Linked DNA regions of Nomascus leucogenys: region 1 is linked to region 2. The links are chromatin contacts, called in public Hi-C maps. All regions are on one chromosome and are shown on one strand. The core of a region is the stretch at or near the end of the contact, and the rest is flanking DNA. Distances in the headings are between cores, read along the strand shown. Region 1 holds the start of AGO2 (protein argonaute-2). Region 2 holds the start of TRAPPC9 (trafficking protein particle complex subunit 9).

Region 1 (6,442 bases), core at 3,285-5,784, 180 kb before region 2:
GACCCAGTGGAGGAATGGCACTGGCAGATTTTAAAGAGGTTATCATGGCCTGTTTTTGTTTTGTTTCTGAAAGAGGGTCTCACTCTGTCACCCAGGCTGGAATGCAGTGGCACAGTTATAGCTCACTGCAGCCTCGACCTCCTGGGCTCAAGCAATCCTCCCACCTCAGTCTCTTGAGTAGCTGGGACTACAGATGTGTGCCACCATGTTCAGCTAATTTTTTATTTTTATTTTGTAGCGATGGGGTCTCCCTGTGTTGTCCAGGCTGGTGTGGAACTCCTGGCCTCAAGCAATCCTCTCACCTGGACCTCCCAAAGCACTGAGACTTTGGGCACAAACCACTGCATATGGCCTGCTTAGTTTTTTTTGTTTGTTTGTTTGTTTGTTTTTTTAGATGGAGTTTCGCTCTTTCCTCCAGGCTGGAGTGCAGTGGCACAATCTTGGCTCACTGCAACCTCCACCTCCCAGGTTCAAGCGATTCTCCTGCCTCAGCCTCCCGAGTAGCTGGGACTACAGGCGCCCGCCACCACAACTAGCTAATTTTTTGTATTTTTAGTAGAGACAGGGTTTCACCGTATTAGCCAGGATGGTCTCCATCTCCTGACCTCGTGATCCATCTGCCTTGGCCTCCCAAAGTGCTAGGATTACAGGCGTGAGCCACCGCACCCAGCCACCTGCTTAGTTTTTAATTAACAACAACAAAAAAAAACCCGTCTGGGCATAGTGTCTCACACCTGTAGTCCCAGCACTTTGAGGGGCTGAGGCTGGTGGATCACTTGAGCCCAGGAATTTGAAACCAGCCTGGACAATATGGTGAAACATCATCTCTACAAAGATTAGCTGAGCCTGGTGGCATACTCTTGCAGTCCTAGCAACTTGGGAGGCTGAGGTAGGAGGATTACTTGAGTCCAGGAGGTCAAGGAGGCTGCAGTGAGCTATGATTGCACCACTGCACTCCAGCATGGGCAACAGAGTGAGACCCTGTCTAGAAAAATACAAAAACAAAAAAAATCAGGTCAGGTGTGGTGGCTCATGCCTGTAATCCCAGCACTTTGAGGGGGCCAAGATGGGAGGTTCACAGCTGGGCGCGGTGGCTCACGCCTGTAATCCCAGCGCTTTGGGAGGCCGAGGCAGGCGGATCACGAGGTCAGGAGATCGAGACCATCCTGGCTAACACGGTGAAACCCCGTCTCTACTAAAAATACAAAAAATTAGCCAGGCGAGGTGGCAGGCACCTGTAGTCCCAGCTACTCGGGAGGCTGAGGCAGGAGAATGGCATGAACCCGGGGGGCGGAGCCTGCAGTGAGCCGAGATTGCACCACTGCACTCCAGCCTGGGCGACAGTGAGACTCTGTCTCAAAAAAAAAAAAAAAAGATGGGAGGTTCACTTGGGCTAAGCAGTTCAAGACCAACCTGAGCAACATAGTGAGACCTGTCTCTACAAAAGTTTTTAAAAATTAGCCAGGCACGGTGGCATGTGCCTGTGGTCCCAGCTACTCAGGAGGCTGAGGTGGGAGGATCACTTGAGCCTGGGAAGTCAGGGCTGCAATGAGCTGTGTTTTCACCACTACATTTTCACTTTGGTGATCCTGTCTCAAAGTATATATTACTCAAAGAATCATAGACTATTAGAGCTGGAAGGGATCACAGAAGACCTCTACCTCCATGTTTCCTAAATTATGCTCCATGAAACCTTGAGGTACCTTGTGAAAAAAGGGTTCTGTGGCTAAATGGGTTTGGGACAGGTTGCATACTGTCTCATGCCCTCCTTCCTCTTTGTAGAAGCATGATTCTTCTCACCTTGCTAAAGGCTCTGAGAAGGCCTGCAGACAATAAACTTATTTATCATTGTTTGATCCAATGCTTCCCAATTTACTTGACTTCCCAAAGCTGCCTTAATCATGTGCAGAACATGTTTTAGGAACAAATGATTTATTCTAGTGGCTGCATTTTAGTCTTGAAGAAACAAAGTGCCCCCAAAGCCAAGGGCTTTCTCAGCCCTGTGGCCTCAGGAGCTTTCTCTGTACTTCCCCTCACCCTTTCTTTCTCTCTCATGGGGAGTTGGTGCTTTAGACCGAGGGCACCCAGTGTGCAGAGCTGCAGGCCAGGCTGCTGCAAATGTCCGTGGCTGTGATTAGAGCCCACGGTCTTATCAAAGCATCAGGATCCTAAAACACAGAGTAAGGAATTGTATCAGGGAGAAGCACTGGGTCCAGAAGACCCAGGGTTGGCCCAGTCACCATCCGGGTGTGGGACGTGGGTCTGGGCGAGAGAGCAGCAAGGGCTGGAGACATGTCACAGCAAGCACCGAGAGGCACAGTCAGATGAGTTAAGCAGGTTCACTGATGGCAGGAGAGGCAACAGGCAGAGGGGACTGCAGTCCTCAGCTCCGTTGGGTGGTGGATCTGTTAGCCATGCTGAGTGAGGAACACCAGAAGAAAAGCAGGTTGGGAGGAGTGTAGGGATGGGGCTGCAGGAAGCGGGCGGAATTCCTGAACACAGGTGTGGAGGGTGGAGACCTGGAGAGGATGGGCTTATCTAGGAAAAGAGCAGAGGGAACCCCAGGCCCCAGAGGGCGAACCCAGTGACTGCCTGGGCCCTGGGGATGGAGATGGGGCAGGCAGCAATGGCACCCCTCCGCCAGCAGAGGGCCACGGTGTCCGCCGTCCAAAGAGAAGTGACACAATGAAGCTCTCAAGACATCATCTTGCCTTCTGGAACTAAATCTTTGCAACAAAGTTCCCCAACACCGCGCTCAAAGGAGCTGAAGGCGGGCTGAGGGGAGCCAGTGATGACAGAGCCTTCTGGGCCTTTGCTGAGGCGCACAGTCGCTGACAGCAGGGCAGTTGGGCCTCAGGGATTTCGGGCAGAAACGAGTTTTGTGAATGTGTGAGGGAGGCAGGGGGCAGAGAGAGAGGGTGGGCATCTGTGAACTGGGGAGATTGATGAGGTTGCATGGTTCATAAATAGGAAAGTGGTAACATTCATGATTATTTAAAAATTTCCGTGAAATGCTATAGCAAAGGTACAGAAGAGTATATAAAATGTAAAAGTGCAGTTTAAGGGATGGCTGCCAAATGAAGGGCACCATTGTAGGAAGGAACAGGCCTGGCACCCCCAAATCCAGGGGCCCTGCTGTGGTCACAGCCCTCTCACCCCCAGCTGTATCCACCGTTCTGACACTTAGAGTAACCACCTTCTTGCTCTTCTGTCAATTATTTACTACTTTATGACGCTCCCCTAAATAATGCAGTTTAATTTTGCCTGTTTTGGAATTTTTGTGAATGGCTAGATTCCATCCTGTGAATATGACCACACTGTTTCTCCATCCTGCTCTCCGTGGGTATTCAGTGCCATGCAGCCCAAGCTGTGAGGAACAATGCCATGCACACTCCTACCCAGGTTTCCTGGTGCTCATAACTACACATTTCAGGAGCACGTTTTGTATCGGCAGCTTGGTGAAGACTGATGTCCTTTTGAGTTTTCGGAGGAAGTGCTGGTTCTCCTGCCCTTCTTCAGGGCTGTCCTCTGAGACTGCAGAGAACTAGTGACCACCCTGTTGGCTGCGGAGCTCCTGGCAGTCAGAACTCCTGTTTAGTCTTCGCCCGGAACAGGGCCTTGCACCCAATATGCAGACAGCCGATGCCACGGGGTGAAGGAATGCTCCGGGAAATCTGGGAAAAGGCGACCAGTCACTTTAGATTGTGGGTCACCCTCTGCCTTCTAATCCTCCATCACTTAGGGGAGAAAGGAGGTAGCCACAGGCTGGCTTTTCCAGGAAAACCTCCGAAAAACAGACGGACCCAGAGGGACGGGACAGAAATGCTCGGAGGTGCACGACGGTCCGAGCAGGCCCCTGACTGCTGGAATGGGCGTGTCCGCTGATCTGATCCCTGATACCAGCTACAATTTACTAAAAACTTCTTAGACTTTCTAAGTGCTTTAAACGGATTATCTGGGTTCTGGGGCCGCGCCGGGAGGTGGCGGTGTGGTCCTGTGCGAGCGGCCGGCCGCGTTCAAGTTCAAGCTCCGGGCTGGGAGGGAGCTTCCCGACCTCCGTGTTTCTGTAGTAACTTAAAGAGCCAGGCTGGGGGCTGAGGGGCTGAGGGTGGGAGGGTTCTGCGCGCACCCATCGCGGGGCGGCGGGGAAAGCGAGAGCGCGTGGCCTCCCCCCGGCTCCGGCGGCACAGCCGGGGGACCCGGCTCCTACCCGTCGGGAAGACGCCGCTTTTCTGGGTGGCGGTGAAGGGTCCCCGGGGCCGCGCCCGCCCCCGCGCCACACGGGCCGCGCCGCCCTCGGCCCTCGTCCCCGCTCCCGCCCGCGGTTCCCACCGCCCGGCGAGGTCTCCAGGCCCCTCCCCGGGTCCCCGCCCCAGGCCCCGCCAGACCCGGCGCCGCCGCCGCCGCCGCGGACCCCGCCCGCGCGCCCAGCCCCGCTCCCCCCGCGAGCGCGCTCCCGCCGCCGGCCTCGCCTCCCCTCCCCCTCCCTCCTCCTTCCTCCCCCGCCCCTCCCGCTCCCGCTCCCGCCGCCGCCTCCGCCCGCCGCCCCGGCCGCGTCGGGTAAACCTGTTTGGCGAGGCGGCCGCGCCGGGGCGGATCGTGCGGCCGGCGGCTCCCTCGCGGCTCGCGGCGTCGGGGCCCGTGGCGCGCGCGCGCGGCCGCCCCTCGGCCCCGGAGCCCCTCGGCGGCGCCACCATGTACTCGGGAGCCGGCCCCGGTGAGTCCTCGCGCTCGGGGCGCCCGCCCGGCCGTTCGCGCGCTCCTGCCCGTGGTTGGCGGGCCCGGCGCAGGCGGCGGGGGCCGGGGATCGGGGGGCCGCGGGGTCGGGGCGGCGGGGGCCGGGGGCGGGCGAGCCGGGGCCGCGCTTGGGGGCTCGAGGAGCGGCGGCGGCGGGGCCGGGCCGGCCGTTTTCTCGGCCCCGCGTTGGACACGCAGCCCCGGCCTCCTCGGCCCCCGCGAGTCGTCGGGGCGCCCCGCGCGGCCTGGGCCCCTCCCGCGCCTCGGGCCCGCGTCCCAGCGTCCTCACATCCCCCGCCCGTGGCCCGGCGGGCTGGGGCCGGGGCCGAGGCGGCCGCCGCGTGTAGGCCCGAGGCCCGGAGCGCCCCGCTTGGCCCGGCCTCGCTGCCCGGGCAGGGATGGGGGCGCCGCAACCTGGCCCGGCCCGACCCTAAGCGCCTGAGGGGGTGGAGGCCGGGTCGGGGCGCCCGGCTCGGGGCACGCACGGCCGGGAGGGGAGGGGGCTGCGCCGGTTCCGACCCCAGCCGCGGTGAGTCTGTGGCGCGCTCCGTTGTGGTCCTTCTTGTTGCCAGCACTTCTTCGGCCCCTTTTCCCAAGGAAAGTCTGGAAATGCTGAATTTTGGCCAATTCCTGTAGTTAGGACTGTCGCCTGGAAAGGGGAGGACGCGGCTCCCCGGAACCCTCAAACTGCGTGCGCGGCTCGTTCTCATTCCAGACACGCCGGCCTCCCCATTCAAGTGCTAATTCCTTTTACAATTTCCTAGGAGAGGTGAGGCGGATTCCTGTAGCACCCCTTGTTGCTAGTCGGCCTTTCTCTGGAAAAGTTCTAAAAAACTTAAAGCAGTAACGCATTGTTTTTCTTTTTAAATGCAGAGTAGAAGGCGGTTTCCTTGCTGGGCCAAGAAAACGGTCAAGTGTTCTGCTTTTGGCGTGCTCCCACCAGGCACGTGGCTCCTGGCTCTCTCGGCCGGCCTGGCCGCTGGGACGGGGCACCGCCTGCTCCCCTTTGTCCGCTGGGCCCCAGCCGGGCCGCAGGCGGCGCAGGCCCCGCCGCGCTCGGGGCTTATGTTTACCCGGCCAGGGGAGGAGGCTCGCATTCCCGATGCTGCCATCGTTGCTGCACACCGGCCCCAAATTGTGGGGTCCGGAAGGCCCCCTGGCCCACCTGGGTCCATTGATGGTGGCCGCCACTGCTGGAGCTGTTGGCTCTGTGCCTTGCGAATGTCGCGTCTTTTTTCTGATGTCATTTTAGAAAGCTTCAACAAGGCGGAGTCTGACCAACTTTTCAACCCCTGAGGGCTATCAGCAGTTTGAAGAAGGGTTTTCCCCCTCCACCTGGGAGGGGCCACAGTCTTGGAGCAGATGCTGGCCTCTAGAGGCCCTGGGTGGCCAGGCCCCCTCGTGGGAAGGGACCGGGCATCCCCTTGTGTGAGTTGGGACCTTCCAGCTCCTTCCTGTAGAGGAACCCAGCTTATGGGACTGACAGCACTACGTTTTTTCAGGTTATCAGTTTTAAAAGTTGGAGGCCTAGAAAAAGTGAAGAGGCTTAAGGAAGGTCAAGCTTTCTGAGCTGTGTTTTGCGTGTTACTTAATTCACTCCGCTTGCTGAGGTTGGTGGTGTTTGTGAAGACAGCCAGCCGAGGCTCACAGAGGTTGAGAACTTCACCAAGGTCACACAGCAGGGAGTGAGTATCAGGACAATCGG
Region 2 (6,268 bases), core at 3,278-5,777:
CAGAACCCTCATGAATGGGATTAGGACCCTTCTAAGAAGAGACCAGGCTGGACACGGTGGCTCATGCCTGTAATCCCAGCACTTTGGGAGGCTGAGGCAGGCAAATCACCTGAGGTCGGGAGTTCGAGACCAGCCTGACCAACATGGAGAAACCCTGTCTCTACTAAAAAATACAAAAAAATTAACCGGGTGTGGAGGTGCATGCCTGTAATCCCAAGTATTCAGGAGGCTGAGGCAGGAGAATTGCTTGAACCCAGGAGGCAGAGGTTTCGGTGAGCTGAGATTGCGCCATTGCACTCCAGCCTGGCGACAGAGCGAGACTCCATCTAAAAAAAAAAAAAAAAAAAAGAAGAGACCAGACAGCTAGTTTGCTCTCTATCTGTCATGTGAAAATACAAGAAGCCAGCCATCTGCCACTCAGAAGACGACCTTCATCAGACCCTACCCATGCTGGCGCCCTGATCTCAGTGTTGTTCTAGGAATTTCTTTCTTTCTTTTTTTTTTTTTTTTTTTGAGACAGAGTCTCGCTGTCGCCCAGGCTGGAGTGCAGTGGTGCAATCTCGGCTCAGTGCCGTCTCCGCCTCCCGGGTTCACGCCATTCTCCTGCCTCAGCCTCCCGAGTAGCTGGGACTACAGGCGCCTGCCACCTCGCCCAGCTAATTTTTTGTATTTTTAGTACAGAGGGGGTTTCACTGTGTTAGCCAGGATGGTCTCGATCTCCTGACCTCGTGATCCGCCCACCTCGGCCTCCCAAAGTGCTGGGATTACAGGCGTGAGCCACAGCGCCCGGCTGTTCTAGTAATTTCTTATATCTGCCCAAACCAACTAAGACAAATAGCCACATCATCAAAGCGTTCTGCCTGTTAGGACTTTTGTAGAGGGGAGAGGGTGTGAGTATGAGGTTGGACCTGATTATTTTAGAAATTCCTTCCAACCTTAGATGTCTATAAATTCCTTGAGGGCAGGTTTTGTATGTTTGAATTGTCACCCTTCAGAGGAGGTGCTTAGGAAATGTTAAAGCTGCTAAAGGAGCACAGCCCCAGGACCTAGACAGTACGGGGACTGCTTTGGATGTTCTCATTTGATCGTTGTGGGCTGGGCTGTGGCAGGCTCTTACACTCCCTGAGCCTCTGTTTTCTCATTGGTAAAAATGCAGAGTAATAATACCAGCACTTTGGGAGGCTGAGGTGGGTGGATCACGAGGTCAGGAGTTCGAGACCAGCCTGACCAACATGGTGAAACCCTGTCTCTACTAAAAATACAAAAATTAGCCATGCGTGGTGGCGCGTGCCTGTAATCCCAACTACTCAGGAGGCTGAGGCAGGAGAATCGCTTGAACCCGGGAGGCAGAGGTTGCAATGAGCTGAGATCGCGCCACTATACTCCAGCCTGGATGACAGAGTGAGACTTTGTCTCAAAAAAGTAAAAAAAAAAAAAAAAAAAAAGCAGAGTAATAGTCCCCGCCCTCCTTCCCCCACAGATTTGCTGAGACAACAACATAAATTGATTGAAGTGTGTACATTGCAAATAAGCAATATTTCCTTTTGCCAGCTTTCAATCTTGCTTTCCAAGTTGCTTGCCTTATCCACTTACAGACAGAATAAGAAAAGACCTATGCAAAAATTACAGTCTGTGGGGTCTGACAGCCCTGGATTTGAATCCCTAAATAGCACCAGCCACTTGCGTGACCCCAGCCAAGTAGGGTATCCTTTCTGGACTTCAGCATTAAAAATAGCTCCCTTGCCTGGATCTTATGAGGTAAGCTTGGAGCCTAGTTTCTGCACTCAGACCTCCATTAGCGGTGGCCTTTTAAATGTATCTTTTCTATATTCTCTGTTAACCCCATACACTCTTTTGTTTATTTATTCATTTAAAAAAATAAAAAAAAAAAAAACACTTTTTTTTTGAGACAGGGTCTTGCTGTCTCTCCCAGGCTAGAGTGATCATGGCTTACTGCAGCCTCAACCTGGCTGGACTCAAGCGATCCTCTTGCCTCAGTCTCCTGAGTAGCTGTGACTACCGGTTTGTGCCATTCTAATTTTGGTATTTTTTCCAAGAGAAATATGCCTGCCCAGCTAATTTTGGTATTTTTTCCAAGAGAGAGTTTCCCTGTGTTGCCCAGGCTCGTCTTAAACTCCTGGGCTCAAGCCATCTGTCTGCTTCGGCCTCCCAAAGTGCTAGGATTACAGCTGTGAGCCACTGCACAGCCTCCATGCAGTCGTAACACCATGGGGCAGCCACGCTGGGCAGCTTGTGTTTTGTCAGGGAGACACTCTTCCTCAGCCCCTGGGCACCTCTGTTGAAAACTTCCTGGCTGTCTGGCATGCTGGAAATCAGCTCTATTTGTTTTGCCCTGTAGATGTGTTTTATTTATAACTCATTCTGACTCTGTAGAAAATAATTCAATAGAAACTCAATTGGTTTTCCACTAGCCCTGAGGAGGGATGAGGGATAGTATCTTATTTTATAACACATGTGATGATAAAACAGCTCTGGTCACATAGCCCAGAGTGGGTAAGTGCCTGCTGGCTGAAAGGAAAGGTGCTGGCTCAGACCATTTCTCCCTTGCTGCTGCATGTGCTGAGGGAAACACTCCTGTCCTCTTTACTTTTCCATTTTAGGATTTTTTTTTTTTTTTGAGATGGGTTCTCTCTGTCACCCAGGCTGGAGTGCAGTGGTGTGATCTCGGTTTACTGCAGCCCCCGCCTCCCGGGTTCAAGCGATTCTCCTGCCTCAGACTGCCTAGTAGCTGGGATTACAGGCATGTACCACCATGCTCAACTAATTTTTGTATTTTTAGTGGAGACTGGAGTTTCACCATGTTGCCCAGGATGATCTTGAACTCCTGACCTCAGGTGATCCACCCACCTCGGCTTCTCAAAGTGCTGAGATTACAGGTGTGAGCCACCACACCCAGCCCTTTTTAGTGTGTGTTTTTTTTTTTTGAATAGAATTTTGCTCTTGTTGCCCAGGCTGGAGTGCAATGGCGTGATCTCGGCTCATTGCAACCTCTGTCTCCCAGGTTCAAGCGATTCTCCTGCCTCAGCCTGCTGAGTAGCTGGGATTACAGGCGTGTGCCACCACATCTGGCTAATTTTGTATTTTTAGTACTTTTTGCGACATGGGTTTCACCATGTTGGCCAGGCTGGTCTTGAACTCCTAACCTCAAGTGATTCACCCGCCTCAGTCTCCCAAAGTGTTGAGATTACAGGTGTGAGCCACTGCGCCTGGCCAGGATTAATTGAAAAAGAAATACATGTACATGTTAAAAGATTCAAACAGAACATTAAACATACATAACGGAGAGCGGCTCTATGTTTTCGATTTTTCCTGCGGATGCCACTGTTAATTCATGTGCTGGGCATCTTAAGTCTGTAAGCCTCCCCCATCTCCAGCTTTATTTTATTTTTGAACCCAGAGGGGTTTAAATCCTTAAATGGCTTCTGCCCGCACTTAGCAAGCTTGGCGCCTTGGCACTGAACTAACGACAGCTGTCCTAGCCCCTGTCGCCTCTTTGGAACCTTTTAGGTGGATGGATTGTTGGGGCCCTCAAAGTCGGGAGTGCCATGGTGCCAGCTGGGGATCTAGACCGCGCGCCACACAGGGGGAAGCCGGCCCAGGCTGGGGCTCGCACCTCACGTGCCTCCCGGGCCCTGCGATCCTGGAGGGGCTCCCAGGCCGCGCGCGCCACGGTCACCCAACATGAAAAGGGGGGGCACGACCCTGGGGGTCACGGGGGGTGCCGGAGGGATCCACAGTGGGCTTCCGCGGGTCCTTCACCCCTGAGCTTCACAGAGGAAGTGAAATTTGAGCTGCGCGCCCTGAAGGACTGGTAAGCGGCGGGGACAGAACTGGGCCTCCTTCTAGCTGCGCCGCCCCAGGTGCAGAAGCTTTCCTTCCAGTCTCCGCTCTCTTGCCCAGGTCCTTCCCTCCCTCCTCCCTCCATCTCCCTCCTTCCCGCCTCCTCCTCCTTCTCCCTCCTTCTTTCTCCCCTCCTTTTTCCTCTCCCTCCTCCTCCCTCCCCCTGTCCCGTCCCTCCCAGTCTCCGCTTCTCTCCCTCGCTCCTCCTCCCTCCTGTCACCCCTCCTTTTTCTCTCCCTCCTCCACCCTCTCCCTGTCCCCGCTTCTCTCTCTCGCTGCCCCTCCCTCCTCATTTCACCCCTCCTCCTCCCTCTCTCCTCCTCCCTCCCCCGCCCCCTCCCTCCCTGTCCCCGCTTCTCTCCCTCTCTCCTCCTCCCTCCCCCGCCCCCTCCCCCGCCCCCTCCCTCCCTGTCCCCGCTTCTCTCCCTCGCCCCTCCTACCTCCTTCTTTCACCCCACCTTTTTCTCTCCCTCCTCCCTCCTCTCTCCTCCTCCTCCCTCCCCATGTCCCCTCCCTCCCTGTCCCGTCTTCTCTCCCTCGCTCCTCCTTCCTCCTTTCTACCTCGCTCCTACCCCCTTGCTTCCCTCGCGTCTCTTGCAAAACTCGGGACGGATCGGGGGCCCGGGCCTGGCCTCCGCGCACGCGCAGGAGCAGCGCCGGCTCGGCCGCCAGTCGGAAGCGCCAGCCCAGAGCCGGGGAAGTGGCCGCAGAGGCTGCTCGGCCCCGCTGCCCGCCAGGTCGTGGGCTCCCGCTCCGGGCCCGGGGCCACCGGCTGTGTAAGTGCAAAGCGGGGGGGCTGCCGGTCAGGCAATTCGGGCCGGCTGCGGGGAGGGCTGCGCGGCTGGCCGTGGAGTCGGCGCGTCCCGCGGAGGGGCTTGCCCGGCCCTCACCTGTCCGGGCGGAACCCGCCACACCTGTCCGGGTCCGCTGGCCCGCCGGGGTTCAGCTTGCACCTGCTCGAGGCGCCCTCGCTCCTGTTGGCGCTCTGCTTACACCTGTCCAAGGCCGTGTCCACACCCGCTGAAGTCTCGGCGGACACCGGTTCGGGACCCGGCCCACACCTGCTGCCCGGGCCGGCTCTCCTCTCCCGAGCCCGCGGCGGGGTCCCCTTCCCCTCTGCGTCTCCGAGCTGTCTCCGCCTGGCTTCCCCTCCCTGGCCGTCCGCGGCGCTGGAGCCCCCCGCCCCTGGGCCTGGCTACGCCCCCTGGAGCCTGCGGGGTCTGGGACCCGCGGCTGGGGCCTGGGGACCAGCACAGCCCACGCCCCCGGCGCTTTCCCCGCCCTGAGATCCCGGGCTTCTCCCCTAGCCCTTTCTCTCCTGTCTCTTGGATTCAGAGTGCCTCCGATCTAGCTGGGCAGCATCAGGCGATGCTCTCTGGGATAAGCGCGCTGTCAACTCCAACTTATTCCAGGGAACCCTGGGGAGAGGAAGTCAGCCTGCTGGGCTGTGGTCTTCTCCCTGTCAGCCCACCCCAAGCCCCTCCACCCCTATGGACCTTCCCAACGTGAATGTTAACCGAAAGTTTTCCCGTGTTAGGATGCGTTGTCTGTTTTCAAATGTTTTTATAGAGAGAGGAATTAAAACGCTGGAAGCAAGGCCCAGTTGAAAGGTATGGAGGAGTGACTTCCCTTCCATCCCCCACGGCCCCAGTTTAAACTGGTGACTGTCCCGTGTTTCTAAGGTAGTCATAGCTACCTGTGACATCTTTATTTGTTAACATGAAACAAAGCACCAGGTGAATGATATTGGAGGCCCAGGAACATTGCCTTAAAGATCTGGCTAGGTTTTGTTGTGTGTGTTTGTTCTTTTTTTTAATTGAGTGGAAGACTAGTAGTGTAGAGGGAAAAATAGTTGTCCGGAAACATGTAAACAATAAATGTTTCAGAAATCTAGTGTGTCAAAAGTAACAGCTTCATTGAGCCTCGATTACCTGCCATAAAATCCACTGCTTTAGAGTGTACAATTCAGTGATTTTTTTTTTTTTTTTTTTTTTTGAGACGGAGTCTCGCACTGTCGCCTGGGCTGGAGTGCAATGGCACGATCTTGGCTCATTGCACCCTCTGCCTCCTGGGTTCAAGCGATTCTCCTGCCTCAGCCTCCTGAGTAGCTGGGTTACAGGTGCCTGCCACCGTGCCCGGCTAAACTTTTTTTGTATTTTTAGTAGAGACGGGGTTTCACTATGTTGGCCAGGCTGCTCTCGAACTCCTGACCTCGTGATCTACCCGCCTTGGCCTCCCAAAGTGCTGGGGTTACAGGCGTGAGCCACCATGCCCGGCCAATTCAGTGATTTTTAGTATATTCACACTTGTGTAACCATTGTCATTCCAGAACATTTTCATCACCCCAGAAAGAAACTCCATACCCATTAGCAGTCACTCCTCATTCCACCCTCCCACAGCCCCTGGT

The links. Hi-C and Micro-C count contacts between places; a contact is called where the count stands out from the background.
Region 1: a contact with region 2 is called in a Hi-C map of a lymphoblastoid cell line, with 7 times the contacts expected there. The contact joins the promoter of AGO2 here to the promoter of TRAPPC9 in region 2. A contact is called at or near these places in 3 of 4 Hi-C or Micro-C datasets (a lymphoblastoid cell line and an unstated tissue).

The regions. Positions count from the first base shown.
Region 1 is chr16:92,618,650-92,625,091 of Asia_NLE_v1, reverse strand. It overlaps AGO2 (protein argonaute-2), which reads left to right and starts at 4,534. Exons shown (of 19, transcript XM_030794943.1): 1 at 4,534-4,717. The coding sequence starts at 4,696.
Region 2 is chr16:92,442,383-92,448,650 of Asia_NLE_v1, reverse strand. It overlaps TRAPPC9 (trafficking protein particle complex subunit 9), which reads left to right and starts at 4,527. Exons shown (of 23, transcript XM_030795379.1): 1 at 4,527-4,637.